Regions from separate parts of the Xenopus laevis genome. Here region 1 is linked to region 2. The links are chromatin contacts, called in public Hi-C maps. All regions are on one chromosome and are shown on one strand. The core of a region is the stretch at or near the end of the contact, and the rest is flanking DNA. Distances in the headings are between cores, read along the strand shown.

The links. A called contact is a pair of places that touch in the nucleus more often than the background predicts.
Region 1: a contact with region 2 is called in a Hi-C map of the XL177 cell line, with 4 times the contacts expected there. The contact joins two enhancer-like sites. A contact is called at or near these places in 3 of 4 Hi-C or Micro-C datasets (the XL177 cell line, the XTC cell line and animal cap).

What each region holds. Positions count from the first base shown.
Region 1 is chr7S:77,305,352-77,310,322 of Xenopus_laevis_v10.1, reverse strand. No RefSeq gene overlaps it. Among protein-coding and RNA genes, the nearest start is that of plekhn1.S, 60 kb to the left of the region's middle. Within about 2 kb of position 3,317, at least 1 of the 7 cell types and tissues checked has an H3K27ac peak or open chromatin away from gene starts, as enhancers often do.
Region 2 is chr7S:77,131,933-77,137,107 of Xenopus_laevis_v10.1, reverse strand. No RefSeq gene overlaps it. Among protein-coding and RNA genes, the nearest start is that of hes4.S, 10 kb to the left of the region's middle. Within about 2 kb of position 2,212, at least 1 of the 7 cell types and tissues checked has an H3K27ac peak or open chromatin away from gene starts, as enhancers often do.

The DNA.
Region 1 (4,971 bases), core at 2,068-4,567, 170 kb before region 2:
GAAGGTGTGAGCCCATGATATTTATCTGATCCAGTAGTAAGCTACTTCTTTTTGGCTTACTTGAATGTGACACAGCCCTCCGGGGTACATGCATACTCAGCAGCTAAGGAGCCATTGTCAGACTGTTTATATTTTTTATAATTATTAGGACCTGGCAAAATCTATTTTGCCTCAGGTACCATCTTCTAAAGACGGCTCTGACAACTGAACATGCATATTCAGTGGTACAATAAGTGGTAAAACCGTGCAATTTATGTTGTTTAGATGACAGGGGTAAAGTATAGGTGTCTATTACACCTCATAGTAGTTGTAGTAGTAGCACTGCACAAAGTACAACAAAAAGTCGGTGCAAATTAAAAGTTGATGCTAGTCCCTATACATTTGCGCTTGTTTTGTGCTTTAGAGTTTTGCAGATATAGAAAAGGAGTGTCTTAAATGGGAACTAACCCTCCCAAATCACTATTTAAACATTAGGGTCCCCAAACAGCCCCCATGTCCCATTCCTAACTGCATCAAAGTGATTCTTGAAAACTACCCTTTTTCCCTCTCTACACAATAGCAACAGTTGGAGAGCTGTGCAGCAGGGTTGGCATCCGTACTGTTTGTCTGTTTCACTTCTGGTCCAGGCCCCTGGTATTGGACAATGACCAGAAACATACACGCTTAAAGCCAAAAGCACATAGCCAGCTCTGCAATCAGTGCCAAGGATCCAAATAACTGCCAACCTGGCTGTCCACCCTTGTTCAGATGTCTCACTGACTAGAAGGCGATTAGCCTGCGGGGCATTTTCTTTAAGAAAAGTGTTTTTTATAATAACCTTCTTTTAAATAGCACTAACCTATTCCAGAGGGCTTTATAGAGCTTATACACCCATCCCTGCCCAAGTGAAGGCAACAATTTAAGAGTGCTACCCAGGGACCCATCATGCCACTCAAATTAATATGTATTTTTTTACATAAGATGCCAAATATAGCTTCAATAGTTGCATGATATTGGAACTTAATAATTGAGCCATTTAAAAATAATATTTATAGTATTGGTTTCAGTATTTTTTAATTAAATTGTATTACTGTTGCACTACTATGTAAGTGACACTAGGTGGTAGTAAAACCTCTCCAATCTAAAGAACAATCTAAAGAGTGGACACTCCTAGCCCTGACATATTAGGGTGACTTTATTGTAACCAAATTTAATATTGATGAATTGAATTACATCAGGCCTTTTTAGACACACATATTGACTGGGAATTACAGTATAGTCCACTAAATATTTCAAACTTGAAGCTTGTTTGCTTATAAGGAAATGTAGCATTTAAGATAAGTTCTATGATGCCAGCATTTTGGAAAAAGCAAACAAGCTATCTACACAAAACCACGGAAGAGTGTGCCTTTACCCTTCTCATCTATGTACCTGGCACTGCCCCCACTTTTCCTAAATGCATTTTATAGCTTAATTATTATAAACTAAAAGAGTTATTCTATTTCATCAAGAGAGCCTGGCATAAAGCTGGATGAATGTATGAATATGAGATGAAATGCCTTTATGTCACCTACCAGGGCCAGGAATTATGGGGCCCCGTATGACAAAAGTTCCTGGACCCTGTTCACCCCCACTGCAGGCCCCGCCCCAGACCCCGCGCACCCCCACACCACAGTAAAAAAGCACATAGACATGAGTTCTAAACACCCGTTGGTGGACAGCCCCCCCTCACCCCCCCAAGTTAAAAAAATAAATTGTTGGTCAGGCCCTCCTACAAGTTAAAAAAATCATTGGTGATCAGAGCCACCCTACAAGTTAAAACAAAATTGTGGCCAGTCCCCCCCAACCACAAAAAAATTGTGTTTTTTTTAAAGTTAAAAAAAAAACGGTGTTCAGTGAAATTTACCCTGAAAGTATGCTGACTGTCTTCTTCCTCCTATGCAACGGCACCTTCTTCATTCTCTTCCACGGCTTCAGCTTTGGATGATTTTGGTGGCTTCCAGGGCCATTTTTAGAGGTTGAAACCACTGTCCCTTCTGTTCCCCCCTAATGGGGGCCCTCTGCAACTTAAAAAAATGGTTCCTTGGCAGCCTCTGTGGGCCTTGGACCCCCGGATCACTGCTACTAGTTCCCAAAAAATAGGTACTTAGTCACCTGTGCTACTAGTTGTAACTTAAGTAAAATGAGACTCTTAAGGTGGCCATACCCATGCCAACGGGTACTTTGACTGATTAGCCCACAGGCCATATAGATGGATATTGAATGAGGGGCCATGCAAGTATGGATGTGTTTGGGCCAACTGCCTAAATTATTGAAACAGCAGGAAGTAAAGAGGAGTTCTGGCACCTTTTCACTTCCTTTCAGCTGACCATCAGAAATTTGCTATCAGGAATAATATCCCTCTATTCACCAGGATTGCAGGATTATCTGATATGTTTCAAACATGCCCATATAGTCCAGCAGTATGGCTAAAATCCAACAGATTTCCTGACCAAATCTGAGCATATATGACAAGCTTTACAGCACGTTTAATGTTAAAATGAGTGTCATTTTTAACAGGCAAAAAATATTTGCTAATAAACATTTTTCTTTTGAAACTGTCCCGCATTGTAATAAAGCAGAAATATGTACAGAGAGAATGAGTTTCCCCAGTATTTTCGGGCTTCAGATCATTTCATATTCTTCCTGATTTAATCAACTTATTACAGCTGGCAAATGTATTACCATTGCCTATATGGGCAACATATACCATTCCTTAAAAATTCATCTTTAGCCTCTGATTGCAAAGTAATTGGCATCAGACACGACACCTCAATTGCACAAGTGTTTATAAGCACATAACACTGATGGTTTGTCACTTGAGGCAATAGATTCCCACATGGAATCAGGTGGACACTCAGGGCCCACTGTCTGCACTGGAAAACACAACCTAGAGTCCTGCACACTATCCACACAAACTACTCACTACCTGGCCAATTACTATATTGCACTGCAGTCACCTGGCCTACTCCAAATGTGGCCATACAGGGAATGAACAAACAGTATTGAAACATAATTTTAAAGTTTGGTCAGGTCTGAGCTTCCCTACAATCAAATCAGGAAAAACTGATGACGAAAATGAGGAAAATATGCTCAAGTGTGTAGGTGTGTGTAGGGGGAAGATTTTTCACGCTGTATCCCTATAATATTCACAGAATAATAGTTTATTCTGAACAGAGAGATCTACATGTTTACATTTATTCATTAGATGGGACTGCCATAATAGCAAAATAAAAGAAGCAGCAGGCATGGAGTCCAGTGCAGCAGGCCACCAAATGCTTGGAACAAAGCAGCGTTACTTTCCTTTGCTGATGATTAGGCCTCTGGCAGGTGGAAATAAGGGCTGCTATGTATACAGCCAACACTATCTTCTTAAGATGTGGATGTTTAGTGTGTAAATTGAGCAATGAATAGAGATCTGTGAGCAGTGTGGAATTTAGTGCATCCCCTGAGATAATGACAGAATTAACATTTGTATACATTGGTGTATTTACTAACCTGTAGCAGTGAAATAAGATAATATCTTTGAGTAATGACACAAAATATATTGCTTTTGAGTCAGTGCACATAAGTGGAGAAAGTCTTTACTGAGGCTAGCCTCACGGTCATGTTCTAAGGACACCTGCATCCAGCACCTTTAATTCTTCCCCTTTCAACTTCAGTTACTGGAAGAGCATAAGGCTAATGTCACATGTAGGGTTGTCTCCACCTGTGTTTTTTGGTTGGTGAAGAAACACCCATGATCGACTCCTACAGTCACCAAAGTAGAAAAAGCTGGCAGAAAAGCACACACAGAGCTTACCATGACAGGGGGCAAGTGGGACCCTGACTGGTATTTAATGCCCAATACATTATTTGGAGGAAAAGTACTCACACCTGGACTTCCGTGAATTTCCCATTGAAGTAATGGAGCTGCAAGCAGTGGCCATGGACATTTCACCAACAGCACAAAACGCTCACAGAGAAGTCACTATGTGTGACTTTATAATTGACAGAATCATTGGTTTAACTATACTGTGCCACCTGTGCGATCCCAACCTCTCTGCTTTCTTGCACCTACAGCTGTGGCTAGTTTGATGCGGACACACAAATTTTCAGGTAGTAGTCCATCTAGGAGGTGGGGATTTCTACATAGCAGACCTTCCTCTATAGTTACGTACTGAGTAGAAGTTGCCATTGCACTCAGATCCTGGAGACTTGAGGGCTCAATGAGGAGACTGGGAAAGGAGTCTATTATCCAGAATGCTTGTGAGTTTTATGTGATGCAGATCAACATACCTTGGGGCAAATTCACTAAGTGGCTAAAATGCGCCTACGCAGCACTTCGCCGCACTTCGCCAGGCGAAGTTTCGAGTGGGCGCCGCTAATTCACTAAAATCAGAAGTTGCGCTCAGGGAGGCAAAAGGTAGCAAAGTTGCGCTAGCGTTAATTTGTCAAGCAAAGTGAAGTTACGCTAGCGATGCATAATTTGCATATGGCGCCAAGTTAAAGTACAATGGACGTATATGTAGCAGCAAATAAATTACACTACACGAGCCTGCGAAAGCTTCATATAATAAAATAGAGTTGTTATTTTGCCCTATACATGTGCCCATTGTATAGTTTAGGTGCCATATGGTAGAAAATATAGGGAGGAAGGAGGGTACCCCCAAAAAAATTTACGATCTTTTTCAGCCTATCACCCTTAAAAAAGTAAAAGACGTCAGCGTTATCTACTCTATTGCACTTTGCCTGGTCTGAGGTGGCGAAGTCAAGTCTGGTGCAAGAGGTAACGTTTAGGAAAATGCGCAAGTTAGTGAATTAGCGTCGTTACGTCCCTTTGCCATAGCACAACTTCGCCTGGCGTAAGGGTGCGAAGTAGCACTAGAGTAGGTCCACTTCACTAGCGAATTTACGCCAGCACCCGTTAGTAAATGGACAAAGTAACGAAATTACGTCACGCTGGCAAATTAG
Region 2 (5,175 bases), core at 963-3,462:
AATGCTGGCGTGTTTTCTATATTATGGGTGATAGGCTGAAAAAGATCGAAAAATTTTTTGGGGCTCCCCTCCGTCCCCCCTACATTTCCTAACTCATGGCAACTTAACTATACAGTGGGCACATGTGTAGGGCAAAATAAAAATTTTATTTTACGTTTTGAAGGTTTCCCAGGCTTGTGTAGTGCTGCTACGAATACTTCCATTGAAATTTGAATTTGGTGCCGCATGCAAATTAACCATCGCTAGCGTAACTTCGCTTTGCTTAGCGAATCAACGCTAGCGCAACTTCGCAACCTTACGCTACCCCTGAGCGCAACTTCGGATTTTAGTGAATTTGCGGCGAAGCAAACGCCAGCGCAACTACGATTCTTAGTGCATGTCCCCTTTTATTGCATTCAACCCTGATGTCAGGCCCAATTTGAACAGACCTACTGGAGATGTGTGAAATCAGCTGACCCATGTGTTGCCTTGTTAACCCATTGGAATGCAATAAAACTTAAAGTACATTAAGAAAAACTTCCATGCGGATGTAAATATTAAATATAGGTGTTTATTATGTATGGATAACATTTAGCATGTATCTTTATAATTTTTATTATTATTATTATGAATACAATTTCAGAAAAAGTCAACCCTGCAGCTGTTGGGGGGCCCTAGAGTAAAAGGGTCCCAGTGGGAGCACAGATTAGTAGTTTCAGCATATATTTATGATAAATGTCTTATTCCCAAGAGAGCCGTAGAATGATTTTGCTGTGGGACACAGTTAATCTAGTTACACCACTCATAATTGCCCTTTTATTGAATTGTAGTTATCAGCCATCTTAGCTATAATGCTGGATATTATATAACATGCAGAGTGGGGAAATTATTACATTACAAGGGTTATTATTGTCCTTTTTATTTTATGAAATGCCAGCCTGTTAAGTTATGTTTCATACTTTAAGCCAGATTCAATTGAGTGAGAAAAAGGTTTATCATGTGAAAACTCATGGACGAGATCCAATTTGAGATTCAATTCAATTCAGAAAGACTTATCTCATGATATATTACGTTAAAACTTTTTTGAAGTCTATGGCAAAAAATAAAACTTCTTGAATTGAATTTCGTCCATGAGTTTTAAGGTAATATAACATGAGACAACTTTTTCTCACTGAATTGAATCTGGCACTTTGTGTCTGAAGTATCAGACATTTTAAACAGAATAGTGCACAACCCCAACAGAAATACATTGAACATATTAAAGTGCCAGTCAGTCCATTTTAACAAGAGGGGCATTTCCCCAGGGGCAGCTGGAACATGAGGCCCAACATTAGATCTCTCATCTATTATAACTTTGACTGAAATGGCAGACCTTTGATATCAGTTGATATATTTTATTTTTAAAGGAATATTTTTCATAAAATAAAAATATCTTTAGTGGAGATTTATTTACTGTGCATACCTAAAGGAAGTACTATCACAAATGTATTGTTATGGCAGCTCACCAATGAGATCTTTGCCCTGGGCCCATTGGTACCTTAAAGTGGCCCTGGCACAAGTTACAGTTTTTATGGATTTAATGAATCTATTATCAGAATTTTTTACTTGGACAAAGACCAATCTCACAGGTGATTTGAGTGCAACCAGAAGCTTTTTTTGCAAATTCAAATGTGAGCCACAATTTCTTAAAAAAATGAATCACATGGAAACATTGTCACTTTCATCTGCTCTGTGCTTTAAAATCATGTCACTTTTAGGGTTTGGATTTGCTTTTGCTGTACACTAAGGATTCAGGTGAAAAAGAATATGTGGTCTGGCATATTGGAAGACATGCTGTGTGAATGTCTTTATGTGGTTATTATGATTATTTTCAAAATCTGTTTTGGGGCTATACCCCCCCTTTATAAGAATGAGGGTTTTGCAGGGGCGATTCGCCAATGAGGCGACTTGAGACGGTCAGGCGGCAGCGCCCCACTAGGTACCAGGAGCGGCAAAAATGCCACTCCTGGTACTTTAAGAGCCGAATTTCCGGTTTTCAAACTGGAAATTCGGCTCTTCTAGGGCAGAGAGCGCAGACAGGCTCTCTGTACTAGTTCACTGGCCCTCTCTGCTGCCCTCGTGGACCCCCACAGGCGCAACAAGATAAGCGCACGGGGGAGGGGGAGCCGCCTCGGGCGGCGGAGGGGCCAGGATCCCCCCATGGGTTTTGTAAATACATTTTACACTCTGGTGAGAATAAGAATATTGCAATTGTGTTCATGACGCTCGTGTTCAATGGTGAACATTTCCGTGACTCTGGTGCCACCCTGTGGGTTTTTTAATGTATAGCAAGAAAGTGGCTCAGGCTGCTTCTGCATAGAATGAGATATTGATTTACTTATCTATCCAGGGCCGGGCCGCACTGCATGAGCGCCCTAGGCAAGCCGGCGGATGAGGTGCTCAGGCCCAGATTTGTGGAACGGCAGGATTTTAGGGGGTGGCATGCTGCCCAACCACACCCACATTGGTTCAAAAACACTGGGGAAGCGCAGAAGATACAATAGTTTTGTAAATTGCCTGTGCCCAATCCACATTGCTCCGGTCCCCTCTCTGCCTGAATATCTCTGCCCTTTCATCTTACATCTCTCTCTCTCAAAAACATGCTTCCCAAAATTTGAAAAATATAAATAGGGACAAAAATATTAGGCTCAATTTTTTTTTGGCCACAATCATTTTATGGCATAGGCCCCCTTGTTACCATGTCCATTTGACAATATTTGGCAGGTTATGAAAATTTGAACACATTTCTGAGAGTTTTAGGGCCATGTTTTATGTGTAATAACAGTTTTGCTAATGAAGCTGAAATTGCCCTTTAAGCTGTGAATCTCATTTTCCCAAAGAGACCTGCTTATCGTAAATTGTTACAATCCTTTCTTTTCTGAACTTTAATTTTTACAAATGTATCAAAGTGCAGCTGCTCAGTGTTCTGGGCTCTCTGCCAAAAAGCCTCTTATTTGAACTTTGTATCCTTTTTCTGGCATCAGTGCAGGAGATCAAAGAGAAACTCGGGACATAACAGTAACTGCACGTTGAGCTGTCCAAATCGTGACTGTCCTGCAGAAAATGGGATAGTTAGGAGGTATGATTCTGTAATTGAGCAAATGATCATGTGTTGATTCAATTACCTATCTAAACTGTACATTGTGCAGCAGATATAACATTAAAGTCATTTGCAAGATGCTTTCATTGATTGATTATCGCCTTTAATTTTAAGCTCTTTCTGTGGCATGTTATAAATGTGCCTGGGCAATTTGATGTATGTGGTATATTATGCATGCAACATTTAATTTGATGAATGCTTTCAAACTCATAATTGCTTTTAGAAACAGTGTTACATTCACATAAGTTTATGACTCTGGCTCACAGGGGAATTCATTATATTAAGGGGAGCAGTGGTGCAACTACTGGGAGTGGGAGTGGGATGAGTTTGCACCTGGGCCTGCTGGATCCACAATATGTATATTGCAGGTGGCAAGATGGGGGAATTTTTCAGCTGCACATGCAGTGGCCACAAGTTTGGAGGGTGCAGCTACCTATGCCCATGAAGGGGAGGACCTCTCATCACTCGTTGGCCCCTCCAGAAGGGCACTAAGCACCACAGGTCAATCAAGTTGAAACCATTCAATAAAGGTATTTGTGTCCTTCTAAAGAATCAGACGTCATTTCAACTCCAAGCGCCAGAAATGATAAACTCCCGACTCCACAACTTTTCGGTGGAATTGTGTGTGTGTTGTGACACATCTGATGCGATTGCGTCAGGTGCAAATGCCTCTCATGACCACAATTATGCTGGAATTATGGGAATAAAACACTGCATTGTGGGTATGGGGTTGGGTACATGGCAACTTGTGTCCAAAATTGCACTTTGCATATTGCACTTGGGCTTGGATTAGGGTTTATGTCTCATAGCTTATTGGTAGGATCACTGTGACTGCAGCAAAGAATGCAAAATAAAGATTCTATGGAAGGAATCAAGCTAAAGCTTTCTGGAGGGAGGAGAGAATAGCTACCATTTGGGGGCCACAACCCCAGAGTGACAGTACTGCCCTAACCCAGAAGGAATGCCATGGACAAGTGATCCCCAACCAGTGGCTCATGAGCAACATGTTGCTCTCCAACCCCTTGGATGTTGCTCCCAATGGCCTCAAAACACGTGCTTGTTTTTTGAATCCCTGGCTTGAAGGCAAGTTTTAGTAACATAAAAACCTTGTGTATTGCCAAATAGAGCTTCCTGTAAGCTGCAAGTCCTCATAAGGGCTACCAATAGCCAATGACAGCCCATATTTGGCACCCCCAGGAACTTTTTGCAAGCTTGTGTTGCTCCCCAACTTAGTTTTACATTTGAATGTGGCTCATGGGTATAAAAAAGGTTGGGGACCCTGCCATAGACCATGACTTAATATTGGGCTGATTGTGGGTGGGGCTGTGTGGGCCTCTGAGTATTTAAAATGCCAGGACCCAATATTAAACATCTATTTAATTCTACAGAGTACTCTCAGTGCCAGGAGGAATAAACAACATAAACTTTCAGTTTGATTCCTATTTAGTTTGTCTGGAGCAGTCCCAGTGATACTATGAGCTATGAGATATAAATGCTATAGATTTTTGGGTCAGTCATTCATGTATTTGCTATCATACATTGAATTTAAGGGGGACCAAATACATTTCATTAGCTTCCTGTGTCAGAAATCTGGATCATGGTGAAAAGAGCATGTTGTTGGTCTGCTGGATTCAGAAGTCTTGGGTGGGCGCCTCTTTACTTCAACATTCCAGTTATTTTCACAGACCCGGGTGCTTTTCACCAGAGCACAGCAACGTGATGTGTTCATTGGTCCCAGATATCTCTTGTGCTACCCTAGCTCAGTAGATTACTTCTTGGGAGCTTACTGTACTATAGCGTCACTAAGTTTAAACCAGTGCAAGGGACACCAGGCTCCAATAAAAACATGTTGTCATGGCACCATATCCCAGGAGCAGTATCCTGTTTTCAATACTCATGGATATCAGCTGGCATGGACACTATGATCAATAAGATTTGTGCAGTATGGTGGCCTGACCAGCTTCATTCTACTGTATTCAATAGTGTGGGAAAGCAATGTTCAGCATTTTAAAGCAATGCCTTTAAAAGGCCTGGGCCAAACAGAACCAAGAAGCTAA